Regions from separate parts of the Danio rerio genome. Here region 2 is linked to region 1. The links are chromatin contacts, called in public HiCAR-type maps. All regions are on one chromosome and are shown on one strand. Each heading gives the region's core, a stretch centred on a gene start, on an enhancer-like site or on the middle of the called end of the contact. The rest is flanking DNA. Distances are from core to core; before and after follow the strand shown.

What was found. HiCAR-type assays count read pairs that join an accessible place to other places.
Region 2: a contact with region 1 is called in a HiCAR-type map of caudal fin, with 5 times the contacts expected there. The contact joins two enhancer-like sites.

The regions. Positions count from the first base shown.
Region 1 is chr6:53,076,350-53,079,109 of GRCz12tu, forward strand. No RefSeq gene overlaps it. Among named protein-coding and RNA genes, the nearest start is that of mych, 19 kb to the right of the region's middle. Within about 2 kb of position 1,437, at least 11 of the 62 cell types and tissues checked have an H3K27ac peak or open chromatin away from gene starts, as enhancers often do. A contact at or near this core is called in caudal fin, where this site is marked.
Region 2 is chr6:53,193,121-53,195,880 of GRCz12tu, forward strand. No RefSeq gene overlaps it. Among named protein-coding and RNA genes, the nearest start is that of mych, 98 kb to the left of the region's middle. Within about 2 kb of position 1,396, at least 52 of the 62 cell types and tissues checked have an H3K27ac peak or open chromatin away from gene starts, as enhancers often do. A contact at or near this core is called in caudal fin, where this site is marked.

The DNA.
Region 1 (2,760 bases), core at 187-2,686:
TGTACACATTAATAAAATATTTCCACACAACATACCATACTTCATTATGTTGGTGCATCTCCCTCCCCCCTGGTTTCATTTAATGACTTAATGGTCACCATTATAACATCATTTCTGGTTCTATTTGTCCTGCAAATAGGAACTCTAAAACGACATCCTGATGGCAACAGCTGAAACACAGAGTACAATGGGTGCATAGGATACTCTGAGCTCTCTTTAAAACACAATTATGGTAAGATACCATTAGACCAGCTTGGTTAAAACCGACAGTCTTGCCTGCCACCTTAACCAGGCTGCTTAGCCTGTTCTTACCTGACAGACTCAGATTACCGTACCAAGCTACAATGCAAAAAGATAAAACAGATTCAATAAATAGGTAATACAACAGAAGTTACAAACCTTAAACGATCTAAGTTTCCTCAGGAAAAACAGAACATTAATTCTGTTTCCGCTGCACCATGACTTTATATTCTATACTGTGCATTAGACTGTTCTGTTTATATTCTAATACTGTACATTAGTTCTGTTAAGTGACAAGACTTTGTCTAAACAAAGTCAGACCTTACTGTCCTAATAAAATGAATAAAAATCAAGGCATGATCATATTTTATTTTAGTTAAATAGACGTAATCTAGAGGCCTTTGCATTGCATAAAAGCCACTTCTGATACCAAATGTTCAACTAGAGATCAAGTTATTCATTTGATGTTCCTAAAACTTAGATAGGCACCAAGACTTTGTCAGGTAGTGTATAATGCATTTGGTTTGCTTCAGCCAAATAATGCAAAATGAGATGCTTAGGAGAAGTAAAGCTTCAAAAAATTACTATAAAAGCACTACAATAGAGGTCAAGTCCTGCAAGACCTTCACATGTGAAGTGTGATCAGCATTACATGGAAAACAGCAGCTACACAAACTTCTCCTTTCTTAAGTTCCACTGAATGTAAATTTGGCGCTGAACTTTTACTTTGACAAGTTGACAGCAGTGTGAGCCGTCTTGTGATTTCAAGGATCAAAAATTTGGAGCGCCACCAAGTTTGTCATGTAAGACGGCGGACAGTGAGACATTGTTTCTGAGAAGTGTGATGAATGGAGGCTTCAGTGAGGGCACGCGTGGCGTCAGATTGCGGGTCAGTTGTGGTCACCAACTGCATGCTAAGGGCGGCATCTGTGCCAGCTTCTACCCTAAATGGCCAGCAGGAAAAGATGTGCTCTACAGTGATCTGCTGATCCAGGGCCTGATCGTCTGTACCCGCTGCTACTCTCTCTTTCTGGGTATGCTCTAAATTTGGACGTACTACGATGATGCCCTCTCTCTTATTTCACGCCCCTTTAAATCAAGTTTCCCCCCTGCCGCATGTTTCCATTCAGGTCCTCCTGCCGCAGCGCTTTTCCTGCACACAGTTCTGTTTTATATCCTGCAGTTCCTAGAAAACATTCCGACGTAAAGTTCGAGGAAGAGGCTGAAAAACAGATCATCCCCTGTACGCCGCTCATGTGGGAGCCATGTGAATTTTCTCGGAGGCCCTTTTTATGGATTTGCTCAAACTTTTGGTCACATTAGGACATCTGAAGGGTTTTGAGAACTTTCATTTGGCTCGAAATGCTCAGGTTTAGGGTTTTTTACACAGATTATTGCCAGGTTATTGTCAAACTAAATCCTGCATTTGACCTGCAATTTAGAAGTGGTGTTAGTGGTCTTGAGGCTCTACTTTACTGGTGTTTGCTTCATATAGAGCGCGTTAGTGGTTGCTTTTTTTTAAAGAAAGTTTCTTCTGGAAGAAATTTTCTCTTTTATTTTCTCATAGGAGTTTTTTAGCCATGAACACAACCGACAAGCTATGAGATGAATTGCACCATTACAAACTATGATTTGAGTCAAAGTATATAAAACTGTTTAAAATAAGTACTTAATGGCAGAAGGAACTACAGTCCCATCAAGCTTTGTGAATGACATAACTACACCGGCCACTTTATTAGGTACACCTGTCCAACCAGATTTTATTTGACTCTTTTATGGAAAAAAGAGCAGTTGTGATTTTTAAAGATAATACACATCCCCTTCACTCAGCATTTGAATTGCTACCATCAGGACGCAGGTTTAGAATTCCTAAAGCACGAAGAAATGCCTATAAAAAGTCATTTATCCCAATGGCAGTTGTTGTTCTAAACCGGATTAATGTTTGTAGTGAATGAGGTGGTTACAAAGAATGATTTGCAGTATTGTGCATGGGGCTAATTTGGTTTTTAGACTTTTAACTTATGTTGTTGTCTTGATAAGTGTTATTGTGTCGTTGTTGTATGTTTGTAATTGTTGTCCTAAATCCAGTGTTGAAGAAAAATTTCCTTTCTGTGTCAAGCAGAACGGACAATAAAGTTTAAACTAAACTAAACTAAACCGCTTGTTAACGATATTTCTAATCAGACAATCACATGGCAGCAACTCAATGCATTTAGGCATGTAGACATGGTCAAGACAATCTGCTGCAGTTCAAACCGAGCATCAGAATGGGGAAGAAAGCTTGGTTGTTAGTGCCAGACGGGCTGGTCTGAGTAATTCAGAAACTGCTTATCTACTGTAATTTTCACACACAATCATGTCTAGGGTTACCAAAGAACGGTTCAAAAAAGAGAAAATATCCAGTGAGCGGCAGTTCTGTGGCGCTAATGCCTTGTTGATGCCAGAGGTCAGAGGAGAATGGCCAGACTGGTTCTAGTTGATAGAAAGGCAACAGTAACTCAAATAACCACTTGTTATAAC
Region 2 (2,760 bases), core at 146-2,645, 120 kb after region 1:
TGCAAACTCCACACAGAAACGGCAACTGACCCAGCCGAGGCTCGAACTAGCGACCTTCTTGCTGTGAGGCGACAGCACTACCTACTGCGCCACTGCGTCACCAGAGATTTATTAACTAATCCAATGAAACACATCAATGAAAAAATATATACAAGTTTGAAAATATCCAATTGTTTTTGTTATTTAACTAATTGCATTTCTCTAATTGTACTGCTCTTAATTACTACAATTCTAGCTTAAAGTGAGAAATATTAAAATGCACAGAATAAATCTAAATAAACGTAATAAATGTACAAATCTAAATAAATCAAAATATGTGTTTCAATTAATACAGTATATTGTAAACATACATAGTTTTTTTAAGTGGTCTCTAATTTTTTGTATGCACATACATATTCTCTCTAAATCTCCATCTCCATCCAGATGTTCTCTTTACTTTTCATCACAGCACCGCCATTCGAACCACAAAGCCCTTATACGGGTGTCTCTGTGGGCCACAGTAATGACAACTGTTAGACAGATCAAATGTCTCAGCCACGTAGCAGTACTTTGTAAAAAACAAAGAAGAGAAAAATTCAAATGGTATGTCAGATGTACAATTTTTAGTTCTGTCATTTTTTTAAAGGGTAGTGACGTTAGTTATTTGGAAGAGGAGGGTCTATGAAAGACACACCTGGGAGTTCACAAATGCAAAGCACACAGCGAGAGCGTGGTGGAGAAATGATGGAGCTATCAGTTATACACGGGTGGGATCGTGCAGATGGTGTAAAGGCATCTTTCGACTTGCATTCGTAATGTGAGAAGGGGGAGGTGGGCTTTTCTGGGTAAACGTAAGGGCTACTCGAGTTCTTCCACGGAAATGTGACACGTTGACTGTTGACTGTGCCAACGGTACCGCAGTGTGCTTCTGTTTGCAAAAGCCGATTGGCTTTGGAGATACAGCCTAAGCTGCAACCCCATTCATAGCGTCTCACAACTGGATTTACTACACAGTGAGCGAGAGGCCCATGCTGGCAGACTGAGTTTCTAACTCTCATCCCTAGTCTAAACACTTCTTTCTGGAATTCTGCAACACACAGAGTTCTGCTTTTTAGACTGGTTCTTTATATGCAACAGCATTGCAAGAAGTAATCGTCAGACAAGATGTGTGGTAAACTGCTTCTGACGAAACACTCAACGTAGCTTTCAAACGGAAAGGGACATAAAGAACACGCAGGACAATGCAGCCGGCACACTTTCTCATTCTAACCCCGCGCTTCGCTTTCTCTGAAGGAGTCTTTCTCTGAGGAATGTGCTTGGAAGTCTGCCAGTGTTTTTGCATAGTGCGGGAACAGGCCCTCCCTTTGTCAGAACTGTACGCCATTGTAGTATTCACTGCCAGCTGCCGCGCCGCCACACGATTGGCTGCCGTTTCGCGCGCTTCCCCTTCTCTCACAGCAGAGTAGCACAGAACAAAAGGTCAATGAGTGCTTTCTGAGGGAAGGAACCTCATGTGATACGCCATCGCTCTCTCTCTCACACATACACTCTCTCTGTAACACTTGTTCCAGAAGCATCTACAAATGAGCCAACTATGAAAAAGTTTTTTAGTCTCGGCCGTACAAAAACATACAGGTCAGATTTTTTACTTTTTATAGGAAAGAAACATAAAAAACTAAGACATCAGAAAGTATTGAAATAATGACAGGTAGAACTAACAAATAATAAAAACTCAGAACAATACATTGGTGGATAGAATAGTACAAAGAAAGAATGGATTCATTCATTGAACAGAGATTACATAAAAGATTGAAATAATGGCATAATAACTGATAATATGATGATAAACCTATGAATGAATGGGCAAAAGAATGGACTGATAAAAGAATAAACAGCAGAAACAACTGCAACAATGATGGGAAGATGGATGGATGGATGACTGGATAGATGGATGGATGGATGGTTGAAGGAATGGATGGATGGATCAATGGATGGATGGTTGGATAAATGAATGAATGAATGAATGAATGAATGAATGGATGGATGGATGGATGGATCGAAGGATGGATCGATGGATGGATGGATGAATGGATGAATGGATGATGGATGGATCAATGGATGGATGGATGGATAAATGAATGAATGAATGAATGAATGAATAGATGGATGGATGGATGGATGGATGGATGGATGGATGGATGGATGAATGAATGAATGGATGGATGGATGGATGGATGGATGGATGGATGGATTGATGGATGGATGAATTGATGGATGGAATTACTGGAACAAATAAAGGGAAGAAAGGGTAAATGAACAAAAAATGATGGATTGAAAAACTAAAAATTATCTAATCATGGATGGATGAATAGTTGGATGAATGGATGGATGGATGAATAGAAAAACAATAGAATGATTTAGCGGATGGATGGATGGATGGATGAATGAATGAAGGGATTTACTGGAACAAATGAAGGAAAGAAAAAGTAAACGAACAAAAAATGATGAAAGAAAGAAAGAAAGAAAGAAAGAACATATGTATAGCCAAAGCAATATGCAAACTGGATGGACAGACAGAGCAATAATTTCCTATATAAAATGAAAGACTGAAAGAATTCCATAACAAAGAATGATGCTGGATGAACAATAGACAGTATGGTGATAAAAGCGGAGAGCTAAAACATATGGACAGACCGATAAAACAAAATAATGACAGATTGAACAATATGCAGAACAGAGGACAATAGATAGACAGATCGAAAAAATACAGAATGACACATA